Regions from separate parts of the Zea mays genome. Here region 1 is linked to region 2. The links are chromatin contacts, called in public Hi-C maps. All regions are on one chromosome and are shown on one strand. Each heading gives the region's core, a stretch centred on a gene start, on an enhancer-like site or on the middle of the called end of the contact. The rest is flanking DNA. Distances are from core to core; before and after follow the strand shown. Region 1 holds the start of LOC103653849 (SAUR11-auxin-responsive SAUR family member). Region 2 has its middle 11 kb from the start of LOC103655593.

Region 1 (6,119 bases), core at 448-2,947, 120 kb before region 2:
GCTAAACACCATTAAGCGCGCGCAATGCCAAATTTACAAAACGAGGGAGATTTCAATGCCACGCTTTCAATTGCCACGACGGCGGTGCCAAAAGTTTGAAGCCCGTTGTAGACGGTGTCATGTTTACAAAATTCTCGTCAATATCATATTCTAACGAAGTATCACACAAAAAAGTAGATTTAGCCAAGTCATGTAGACCTTTGCTGTTCCAAAACATTCCTCTCATCAAGAATTATGTTTTTGTTTCTGGTCAGGTACGTTTGGCTTTTCTTGTTTTTAAAATAAATTAAAATTATTGCTCCTTTGAGGATTGTGTACCAAAATATTTTCTTCCACTTGACTATACATGATTTCCTCTGTTAAGTCACCACACAAATGACTTAGAGTTTTCAAATCAATGTCATCGTCAGATTCATCTAATTGTGCCTTGTTGTCCTGATCAGTTTTAACAGGAGGTCTGGATCGTCGATGGGTTAGTTGCAAAGACAATCAGAACACACCTGACGTACGTAGAATCAGAACATGTTCTTGCTGACCCTAGAATAGCCTTGTTCATCTCTGATCTCTCAAAATACAACTATGCCTCCTCGCATCTCATGCACATGGTCAATCGACCGTCGACACAAGGAAACGGAGCAAGGGGGCAAAAAAAAAAAAAAAGAGAGTCAAACTAATGAGAAAGAAAAAGAAGAAGGATCGTTCCCCATGGGAATCGGGATCCTCCTGCCTGAGGCTGAGCCGCTGAGGGGAAGAGGGTCAGGGGCATGCACGTGTGGTATGTACAGCGGCCACCGTGTGGGCCACATGCTGCTACCACTACCACCAGCCAGCGGGCACCTTCTTCCCGGCGCCGCCGCCCGCGGCGGCCACGGCGGCGGCGCGCTCGAAGCGCGAGGCCGCGCACGGGATGGTGATCCCGCCGGGGTGCTGGAAGCCGAACTCCTCCTCGGCCTCGCGCAGCAGCTCCCCGAACAGCGGGTGGTTGAAGTACACCACGGGGACCACGTACCGCATCGACTCTGCCCCGGGCTCGGCGCCGCCCACGTACACGGCCACCTGCCCCTTGGGCGTGGTGGCCTCCGCGGCATCCTCGTCGTCCAGCAGCCGGCCCTTCTCTCCCGCACGCCGGCGCAGGAGGCTCATCCGCCGCGCCAGCGACCGCCCCCACGTGAGCATCCGAGGCGAGTCGGCAGAGTCATCCCGCTGCTGCTGCTGCTGCTTCTTCTGCTTCGTGGCGCACACCGCTGCTACACCCGCCTGGAGGGGCGGGGATCTGTCGCTGCCTCCTCCTTGTTGGCGCGGGTGCAGGCGGAGGTACCCGCGGCCGCGGCGGCGGCGCCGGCAGAGCGCCGCCCAGCACCAGACGCCGAGCAGCTTCCAGCCGAGCCGGAACCCTCCGTGCCGTCTCCTCGGCATGCCGCTGCGGCGCCGCTGCTGCTGCTGCTGGAGGTAGAACGAGAGCGCACTCGCGCAAAGGTCTCCGCTTTCTCGCTGTGCTTGGAATACACCGTTGGAGCAGGAGTAAAGGAGGCGTGGAAGCAGCGACGTCCTAGTGGCTGGTGGCAACTGGCAAGGGAGCGCGACAGCGCGGGTTATCTTATAGGTAGGGGAGGAGCTGTGCTGTGTGCTGTGCTGTGGTGTGCGCGGAGGAATGGCGTGTGGGCGCGACGCGGGCGGCAGGACAGGAGCGCCTGTGCGTGTGGGTGCGAGCTGACTCCGCCTTCGGCTCCCGTGGGGCAGAGCCAGCCAGGGGAGATTTTTTTTTTTATCGTTTTGGCCGTGGCCGTGATTCCAGCGCTTCTGGCCTTTGGGACCTGGAAGTGGAACATGGCGAGATTCGCCCGAGGTGACGATCCTCCGGGCTCTCCGTCGTCTCGTTTGCCGGATGGTGGTTTTGGACGGTGGGAATACACGGTGCACCGTACTATGCGGGACGGGACGGCTTGGCTAGCTTTGTTTTCTTTCGTTGTCGGGGGCCCGGGCATGTGGGTCAAGTCTCCCTCTCTTTCATTTTGGTCACGTAAGAGCAAATACAATAATGGACTCTAAGTCTACTTACATAATATTTTTGCTTATGTAAAAGAGAGATATCAAAAAGTAGAGGAAGTTGGCTCTCATGAGAGAATTAGGTGATGCAGGGACTTCAAGACAAAAGGACGAAAGAGAAGAAGACAAATGATTCATCTAAGAGCTAATTTTAGAGTCAACTTTATTATATAAGTGTGTTTATTGTTGATTATAGATGACATGGTAAAGCGGCCAACAATAGCTCTACTATTAAACTTGCTTTAGGTGGAACACAGATCACTGCTAACGTGGCCCAATGAACATTTGCCAAATCTCTCATGCGGTACTAAACAAACGTGAGGCGTCTCTTCTTTTTTTTCTTTCATCATAACACCAAACAGTACCAGGGCTACGGACGGGAAGTGTTTGCAAAGTGCGCAACCCGGTCGCCATGAAAAAAACACTTTACATACGGTATATACATGAGAAGTAGGTTGATTCTACAAAATTGATGGAATAAATTTATAATGCATCAACTCATAAAGCATAGAGTGACTCCACAAACCAAACACACCATTAATTACCGCCTAGCCTAGGTCTCAGCCTCTTGTTACGGAGCCGAGCCGTAATAAGCCATTACCAAATACTAATTACGGCCATGATGCTGCAAGTCAGAGGCATGCCACAGATATGTGTAAGTGCCATTCAAGGCTTATACGTACGTGGGAGTAGCAGCGAATCCCCAGTTATGGTGAAAACTTTGTTGAACAAGCTCGTACAGGGCTAGCGAGAGGATGATTCAATTAAAATCGTTTGAGCAATTAAACAAGTTATTGGATCGCGCCGCTGTTGACGAGGCTGATGACAGGGGCGAAGCCGGATCCAAAATTAGGGGGGCAAATTAGATTAAGGGGCTATTAGAAGCATTTTACACTATTTACATGAGAATTAGATTAAAAAACTAGCATCTCCTATAGAATTAGGGGAGCATTAGGGGGGACATTGCCCCCTGTGCCCCCCCCTGCCGTCACCCCTGGTTGATGACACAAAAGAACCCATAAGGCCTTGTTCGGCTGGGCTGGAAATGGCCTGTATGATGATCGAATCCACATGTGTTATCCATGGCTGGATTAAATACAAGCCCAAAAAAATACCTGTTCGTTTAGCCCACGCCTGTTTGCAAATCAGGCCCAATACCCACGAAAAAACTCAATACCGGCCTGGAATCAGTCCACGACTCCACAGCCGTGGAACCCTATCCCGGCCAAGGTGTAGAAGCGACGGCGGCGGCGCGTGATCTGGAGGAAGTGACGACGACGACGCAAGGGCTCTTCCGCCGTGGACCGCCCTCTTCGTCGGCGAACTTTTCTCCTGTGAGTTCGTCCTTCCCTTCGTTCTCTTCTCCTCTTCCGAATCTGTGTCCTAGGGTACTGCCGCTGCAAGGATCTACATCTCCCTTGTTCGCAAATCAAGTACTGCCGCCGCAAGGGACTCGCAGAGCTGCCAGTTCGCAAATTAAGCACTAGAGCGACAATCTTGCCGTGTTCCGTGCCCTCCTTCCGCTCGATCCGTTAGCCAAGCCATGCAAACTGTGGCACTGTGCAAATCTGGCTAGACGGATCTAGATCCAGCCGCGCCATGGTCGAGCGAGCCTGCTCCTCGCATGGTTGTTGGCTACATATATTTCCCCACAGAGCTTTTGTTGTTTGTAGTTAGCTCCATATATTTTCCCTTACAAGCTTGAGATGTTTTGAGTCCGGATGAACTGATCCTTGTTTCCAAGTTGTAGTCTGCCCGCTCCGGTGCCATGGTTGTTGCTGCCCAAAAGCTAGACGCACACATGAACTGATCCTTTCCTCCTGCTGCCCAAAAGCTAGACGCACACATGCTCCGCTGCACAAAAGCTGGACGCACACATGCTCCCCCTGACAGCGCCCCACCCTTCGCTTTACTCCCCTGTTCTCATGTTAGTTCATGTTAGTTGATGCCGCATTCTTTATTTAACTGAAACTAGTTCTCATGGATTATGATCATAAATCTTCTATGCATTGTGAAGTACTACCGTCTCCCAATCTTCTGTTCTGTACATTGTGTGTTTCATTGCAGTGCAGAAGCAAAAATAAAAAGACTGATTTGTATGCATTGTTTTGCTGGTAGAGACAACATTAGTTCCTTTGTTTATTGTAAGCAGTATTGTTGCTTCTGCAAGGCTCTAAATTTTTCTACAGTATATTCTCCCTATTTTTATCTAGCCACAAGTTGTCTGTTTATGCACGTCAAGTCATGCTATGTTGTTTATTTGTGACGTGCATTTCTCTTTTAATATGAAAATAGTACTTCAGTTCCACTTATTCAAAAATATTACTAATTTGAATATTCTACCTTTTCTTTGTAGATTGTACCTGCACCGCTTAGAGTTGGAGAAGACCAACCCCCACCGTCTTGGGACCCGATACCATCCCCGAGAGGTACTTTTTGGGACCCGATACCCCCATTTTTTGCAATGAGTATGGGGTTAATGGAGCGCATTAGGAAGAGGAGACATGAGGATGATGATGATTTGATGATGTTATTCCTTCCTGCATTACATTTGTTGCGTTCTAGTTCTCTTAAAGGGAGGAGAGTTAAGCAACGACGACACACATCCAAGCTATTTGGCGAGGAGCATGTTTTAGAGTTGCTTGAAGGGCATGTCAAGAACTGCCGAGTAGCATTCAGAATGGAACCTGGAATTTTTAGAGCCCTAGCCAGCTATCTTAGGAAGGAAAGGTTGGTACGTGACACAAGGATAAAAGTTGAGGAGAAGCTCGGCTTCTTTCTATACATGATAAGCCATAATGCTTCATTTGAGGATCTGCAAGAAGAGTTTGGGCATAGTAGTGACACATTCCACCATCATATAAAACATTTTTTGACATAGTTGTCCCTTTCCTTGCCAAACGATTTTTGAAGCCTCCTTCTCCAATTCAAGTACATCCGAAAATTGAAAGGAATCCTAGGTTCTATCCTTACTTCAAGGTGATGGCATTTCTATCCTTGCCCAATATCTATTCATTTTCTTCCAAATTTTAAAAATTCACATATAGTTTTCTTGTGCAGAACTGCATCGGTGCAACTGATGGCACTCATGTGCCCATTACAATTTCACCTGACAAAGCTGCTCCTTTTAGAAATAGGAAGGGAACTCTCAGCCAAAACGTGATGGTAGCTTGTGATTTCGACCTAAATATCACTTTCATGTCTACTGGGTGGGAGGGATCAGCTACGGATGCTAGAGTTCTTCGATCTGCAATGAACAATGGATTCCATGTACCTCTAGGAAAGTTCTATTTGGTTGATGGTGGGTATGCTAACACCATGTCATTCCTCGCACCTTATCGTGGAGTTAGATACCATCTAAAGGAATATGGGCAAGGTCACCGTAGACCTCAGAACTACAAGGAGTTATTTAACCATCGCCATGCCATACCGTGGAATCATGTTGAAAGGACTGTGAAGAAGCGCTTTCCCATCCTAAAAGCTGCCACATTTCACAAAATAAGGAATCAAGTGAAGATACCAGTAGCAGTTGTTGTACTTCACAATATTATCTGATCACTCAAAGGGGATGAGGAATGGTTAGATAATCAACCAGATAATATTTCGCCACAAAACTTTATTGATCTATCGGATGGCGATCAAGGCAACGATCAAGTAATTGTCCAAGGCAATAATCTTAGAGATGCAATAGCACAAGAAATGTGGAATGATTACCAAGAGCATAGAAATTAGTGGCACATTTGTCTAAAAAATTGGCACATCTATTAGCCCTCATGTATTCTGGTTTAGTTTGGAATAGACCATATGTTGCTCTGTTTGCTAAATTTTATTTACTGTCACATTGTTACCTCTCTTAGCTCTCATTAATATCAGCTAACTGTTTTCAGAATAAAAAATTTATTTGTTTCTTTAGTTCCAATTTCAGAATAGAAATTTCAGCTAACTGTTTTCAGCATAGAAATTTGGTTTAATATTGTGTTATATAATATCAGTTAACATGTTTGGAGGGGGTTCTCCAAGAATCAACATGCTCTTATCAAAAAGTGTAACAAAGAAGCCTTCTCCTAAAGCTG
Region 2 (7,016 bases), core at 3,593-6,092:
TCATTATGTACAATACTTCATGCAAGCTTATATATATATCTTTTACATACCTTATTATGACATGTAATTGTATTGTCATCTTCCATCGCCAGCATTATTTTTATTCAACTCTTCTTCCTGGTACAAAATAACATGTTACTATGCATAATTTATGTTACAAATAGTATAACACTAAAACATCTGCAATATTATTACCTTGTCTTCCTCATTATCACTAACATCTGTTAACTCATTACATCCAATATCTGGCTCCAATTGGCTTAGAACGACATCGAGCTCATCCAACACATCTATCGCCTTATCGTACCCTGCTTTTGACATACACGCCTGGCGAACTACTTTCATTGTTTTCGTTAACAACATTTTCTGTCTGTATGATTTAGTAACTCTATCCTTCCCCCTGAAGCTCTTATCAATTCTTTCAAACGGAACATCTTTTCTTGATGAGACAGTGTACCTTTGCAATATATACTTTGAAGGTATCTTTTCAACTTGAAGATGCATGAAGGCTCTTAAAAGATGAACACACAATAGACCTGAAAACATGAAAACGAACCATTATTTCAAAAATATACATTAATTTGTACTACAATCATCAAATTCTCTAGTATGCAAATTTTTTATGCTAACCAACATAATACGTACAAACCTGTATGTTCCCACTGTTTGCACTCGCATGTATACTCCCCAGCTTCTATGTCTGCTGTTATCTTGAATTGATGTTGTCCCCACACAATTTTATTAGACCGTTTTGTATGATGTACGATCCATTCATTATCACATCCGTCTGGGTCCTTTAATATTTTGTATGCAGTGGCGTATTTCATTGATTCCTCAAATCTATTCATAACAGCTCTGGTGTATGCTCTAGAGACTCTCACTTCGAACCTATATAATGTATCCGTTGTCCTTGGTGCCTATAACACATTATTATCATAATTAAACAAATTATTTACATAAATGTATGCAAAACCGTTATTGCTAACAAGCACGACATACCTTGCTCACCAATGCCTCCTTTGATTCTTTCATTTTCCTGCTGTGCAACATTTTCATCATTTGTTTAGCGAACTCATGCAGTGGGGTGTTCGCATCTACATGTGATTGCTTCACTAATCTGTTCATGCTCTCACTTCGTTGTGTAGATACCATTACCCCACAGAAGTCATTTTTAAAAAATGCAGGTATCCATTCTTTTCTTATTTCATATAATTTGCGTAGAGTCATATCTTCATGAAGATTGAACTCCTCTAGCATCATTTCCCAGGCACATTCAAACTCATGAGGAGTTAATGGATGATGTATAATAGACTGGAATGTTGTTTTAAAATCCTTAACAGCAAACCTGGCATATATCTCATTTAGGAATGGCATAAATCTGTTCTGTACATGCCATAAGCACAGTCTGTGAACTATTTTTGGAAATACAGTTCTCAGAGCAATTGGCATTGTAGGATCTTGATCTGCAATTGCTCACAGATTATTCAGTTATTTTCACAATAAATTAATTCACTGTTTTGCATAACAAATGTATATATCACATACCTGTAAGCATAACTCTTGGACCCTCGCATCCCATACATGTTTTGAATGAATTGAAAGCCCATTCAAAAGTATGTACAGTTTCATCTCCCAACAAAACAAATCCAAACACTGTACACTGCAGATGGCTGTTAGCTCCAACAAACATGCCCAGTGGTTTATCATATATATTTGTCTTGTGTGTTGTATCCAATGTCACAGCATCACCATAATCTGCGTATTCCCCCTGCATACTTGCGTGTGACCAAAAAATACTAACTATTTTCCCATCATCGTCTAGCTGGAAATCACAAAAAAATTGTGGATTCTGTTTCTTGCATTCTCTAAAGAAAGCCAAAAGTTTGGCTACATCATTTGAGCAATTTTCTCTTCTCCTGGCTGCCCTCCTACATTTGTTTGCACAAAAAATTATTACACACACATTTACTATAGTAATATTCATGGCTATTGATATATACACATGTAACAAAAAAGTATTGCTTACATGTTTTTCAGATCTTGAGCAGTTACCGGTACGTTCTCCGGCCCATCATTCATTTCTGATATAAAATCAACTATGCAATGCTGCGGCACTCGGCTATCATGCATTGCATCCACAAAATTTATGAACTCAGCATCCCTAATTTTGTTGCAACGTAAATGTTGTTTCTCTGCTTCGTCAGTTATGAACTCATGGTTATGCTCCAAGTTTACCAGTTCAATTTTTGTAGCTACAACCATTTTGTTTTCATCATCATATTTTTTTTTTAAATTTTATTCTAGCTTTGCATTGCGTACGCCCCGATGATCTATTCCTCATCCTAGGTGTATCATTTGATTTTGCTGCACTTTTACCTTCACGTGAACAATTTATCCACTTACTGAATGTCTTCTCTCTGTATTTCTTCAGTGGAAATCCAACTTCATATGCATATCTTTTATAGAATTTATATGCATCATCAACATCCTTGAAAGTCATCCCTACCGTTGGCACTATAGTTGGATCAATGTTTTTGCCTGCTATTTCATTGTCATTGTTGTTTGTACCATGGAATATGTTCACAACAATATAATCAATCAATAATCAAATACAGCGATTGGACTTACATGTGAACGCAGTATCTGTGGCGTATCCATCTCCCTGGAGCTAATATTGGACATAGAAGGTCGAACCCTTTGTTCTCCTTCTTCCCCTATGCTCATCTCGGCGATCTCAGGACCCATTAGAGCAGGCGGTGGTGTCACCAGTGAGTTACCACCAACTCCTCCCTCTGTCTCTAGATCAAGACGAACGTCATCTCCTTCCATCGCCGGCGACCCTCCAGAGCCGGCCATCTCCAACTCTGATTAGTTATGCAGGCTTAGTGGTCTTTTTTTCCGAATGAAAGTAAATCTCGGATACTATAAAAGTAACTGCATCCACGTTTACAGGGTCTCCCTATTATTTCCGAAACCGTCCCGATATTATGGCGACGTCTTTGTCAAACTAAAATTCATAATATAAAATTTACGCACAATGACACAACGTTTTACGCCAATCGGTATATACTGTTTATGCATCTATTATGCCGTTTCGGTTTTATGCCATATCTTTCAACATCTTATGCTTCATTTTTTTTACCTTCCGCACATTACTTACCATGCAAGATCCATAATTTACGCGCCCAAGTATCACAGTAATCACGTTTGCATGTGGCATCTATTCCCTTTAATTCCGCGCAATTCCCTTACCATTCAAACAACCGCGTCACGGCGCCGTCTGTCCTGCATGCCACCTCTCAGCCCCACGTTAAAACACAGGCGCGCCTGTTCCATCGACCAGACCTCGGGAACCGACCTGGGCTTCCTTTAATATCCGAAGTCCAGGGCTCCCGTTATACCTATATATATATATATATATATATATATATATATATATATATATATATATATATATATATATATATATATATATATATATATATATATATATATATATATATATATATATATATATATATATATATATATATATATATAGGTGTTTATCACTAGGTCGAATGATACATAGTCAAGTTACTTTTTTTTGATGCAACAGAATGACAGCAAATAAAACTATGTCTTTAAAATAGTCATTCTTGAGGAGCTCTAACTATTACAAAAGTAGCAGATTATGATTTCCTCTTCAACTCACATTTTTTAACTTGTTGAGAATGACTGTCAGACAAGCAGCGTTGTCTCTCTTATATGTTTTATGCACGTGGATGTGGTTGTTAATTTCTCAGATTTATTTATTAAATTCACATATTTTTCTAGTAATTATTGAAATTACATTAAAAACTATCTTGTTTTTTAAACACACGACGCTACTCTCAGATGATTTGAGGACTCAGTTTTCTTCAGTCTCTCTGTGCCGATCGACTGCTAGTGGCCTGTTGCAGTCATTGTCAGGCGTCGTACGTCCTTAACTGTCCGCTCCCCCACCCTGACTCTATGGAGCTTGGAAGGTCAATTGATCTGCGCTCCGTTTCAAGCGGTGAGTTTGCGTTTATACTGGCCTTTGGCTGCTTTTTTTTTTTTTTTGGGAAGCCGACGTTGCTAGATTGCTGGTTGACGGTCGTGTACCTCAACAGGTTAGTGAAAATTACGCCATGTTCGTGCTAAATTGCTCTACGGTTCAGCTGTTGATGGTTGCTGTACACCAGCTGTTCGACGAGCTAACGCAAGCCTTCGTTGGGGAGAACGAGTAGTAGTAAAGCAGTGCTGGGATTGCGGCCGTGCTAGCTTTCACGTTGGAGCTTCCTTTTATTAACAGTCACAGTCATACGCAGCAACAATATCCATAAAAAAGATACGTTGCGAGGCTGTTATAGGGTCGATATGACCATCAAGAACGTCGTCGTCCGTCGTTGGGTCTCGCGGAGTACTTTCTTCGTTTCGTTTTAGTTGTCGTTGAATATTGTAAAATTGAACTATCCAAGACAACTAAAAAGAAACGAAAGGAGTAACATACAACAGACTACGTACAGGAGATCAGAAAAGTAATTAAGCCACAAAAGACTAATAATACATAAAAAAGCTGACTGGATGCTGGATTTCTCAAGCGACCATGATTCTCTTGTTTATATAGAAGAGAGTTTTACTCTAGCAGAAAGTACAGTCCTGTAATACAATATCTAAGTTTCCCACGTCAAAAATAGATTCAAAGGAAATCATTTCGGAAGAAGAAGAAAAAAAACGCACACAAAAACTGTCGGGCTCGTATTTTCGCTGTTGTAGAGAGACAAATGGGCCTCGACCAAACTAAGTGGGCTTTAGGATGCTGTATGCCCACGAAGACGAATCGTTGGTCCTCTTTCTCATCGCTACGAGCCTGCCGCGGCACTTGGTATGTTTTTAAACACTTACTGCTACTGTACTCGATCGTATAAGGCGACGGGCGACGCGGACAAGAAGATGTCTCTATATTTTCTCCATAAAATTGAATGGATTTTTTTACGAAATTTCTGTGTTCCAAATAACCCAGTTGACTTCCCGTCATGGTCGACTGGTCGTCCACAACATTTGCTAGTGGTAGCTTGCAGTCCACAGGCATGACAGCTCTAATCAATCCGCTATTCCCAATTTTGTTGTTGAGTGAGGCAAAACAGGTCCTCCGTCGTACGACCCCTTTGTGTGCTTAGGTGATGCCTAATACCTATGAAAAAGAAGAAGAAGAAAAGGGCCAGCTGATTAGCTCAAGTTATAACTTCGTCACTATAGCAGATGCTATAGATAGATCGGTGTATACAAGGTTATTGCTACAAATTAAAGCGGTCCCAGCTGTTTCTAATCATCAAGCTTTGCATGCAGATTTCACCGGCCGGCTGCTTCTAAATAATGATTTTGACAGCGATACAAACAATCATGGTTCCTTTCTTTTTAATCCTCTCTCGGCCCCGTAGCTTATCGACAGCTATGGTTTTTTTTTGTTTTTGCAATAATGAAAATGTCAACGTTTTACACTTATTACCAACTCGCCTTTACAATGAAGACGACAAGGCCGCCTCTCCCAGCCGTATACTAGCTAGTATAGTAGTGTACACATCCTATCTAGCAGTAGCTCCATGTCACTGTCCCAGAGGCAAACATCAGTCACCTGCTGGGTTTGACAGCCAAATTAAAGCGCCTTTTGGTTACAGAGACTAATCTTTAGTCCTTAGCTTTTAGTCTTTTTACCAAACAGAATGACTAAAACATAGACTGATTGACTTTAGTCTCTAGTCTTTGACATGGGTGCTAAAAGAGACTAAAGAGTAGCATTTACTATCACTGTCTGGATTGTTTACTTATTTTATATAAAATTTCAACAGCTGGAATAAATCTAGGTCCAATCCTAGACAACCGAACATGCCCTTAGACCTTGTTCGTTTGTGTCGGATTGGTGGGTCGGAACGATTTCTAACCGAATTGCTTCTCTAATTTATATAAGCTTTGATTAGCTGGAACGATTCCGGGTGCAATCCGATAGAAACGAACAAGGCCTTAATGTGTTTAGATTCTGCTTAGTCTATAGAACAAAACAGGGTAGGGACTAAAGTTTAGTCCCGGGACTAAATTTGAGTCCTAAGAGACTAATGGAACAAACGGTCCTTAAACCAACTCTCGTGCAGCGTGCTCTAGCAAATACTTAGGCATAACGCAAACACCTCGTCTAGTCCTAGAAAGAATATAACAATTAGTTAAACCATAAGTACTAAATTCTACTAAGATGGAGAAGGCGGGACGGATTATTAGCTAAAAGTCAGACCTGAATTCCGGTTGGAAGAAGACACAAGTATATACCGATCAGGCAAGCCTAGACGTATACATGGCATGGCATGGCTAGATGAGCAGACAAATTAATCTTACCAAACGTCCTAGCTTTCCGTTTGCCTTTTGCAGGCTCTTTTCCATGTGATGGCCAATGGTAATAACCACACATGAATGCAGCAGCAGCAGCGTATAGCAGGTAATAAAAGAAAATATACCTAGCTGGCTCGACCTGCTGCAGCCTGTTATTACTACGCACTACTCCACTCCAGTAGTATTTGCAAGTCTGTGCAAGCTGTACAAATACACTCGCACGCACGCTGCTCTCTCTGCCTGCAGGCGCACGCTCCTGTCCTGTCCCCTGATCTCTGCTGTGCACTCTCTCTCTAGCTGTCGATGACATGCGGGGGTCTGACACCATGAAGATGATCAGATTTTGCTGTCTTGGTTGAATTTGTAAAATAGAGTATCCAGATAACACTATTTACACGAATAGACGAGTTTGTTCGCTTCGGATTAACTGTTGCAGATGCAACTAATGGAGATAAAAACATTATACAAACAGTAAAAACCGATACAGAATAAAACCAAACTAGAAGCCCGTATTAGATGGCGGGCCAAGAAATAGATCTGTAAATATCTGCGGTTACGCAGCCTTTCGCGCGCGCATTCTTTCGACACGACACGGCTACCCTGGCAAAGTATAACTGGCAGTACTGTACGCT

Evidence for each region. A called contact is a pair of places that touch in the nucleus more often than the background predicts.
Region 1: a contact with region 2 is called in a Hi-C map of bundle sheath, with 2.4 times the contacts expected there. The contact joins the promoter of LOC103653849 here to the enhancer-like site in region 2. A contact is called at or near these places in 6 of 25 Hi-C or Micro-C datasets (bundle sheath, ear, endosperm and 2 more).

What each region holds. Positions count from the first base shown.
Region 1 is chr4:154,278,944-154,285,062 of Zm-B73-REFERENCE-NAM-5.0, reverse strand. LOC103653849 (SAUR11-auxin-responsive SAUR family member) reads right to left here and starts at 1,697. Exons shown (of 1, transcript XM_008680658.4): 1 at 412-1,697. The coding sequence starts at 1,416. The coding sequence ends at 817. It also overlaps the pseudogene LOC109945837.
Region 2 is chr4:154,163,522-154,170,537 of Zm-B73-REFERENCE-NAM-5.0, reverse strand. No RefSeq gene overlaps it. Among protein-coding and RNA genes, the nearest start is that of LOC103655593, 11 kb to the left of the region's middle. Within about 2 kb of position 4,842, at least 12 of the 20 cell types and tissues checked have an H3K27ac peak or open chromatin away from gene starts, as enhancers often do. A contact at or near this core is called in bundle sheath, ear, leaf and 1 more, where this site is marked.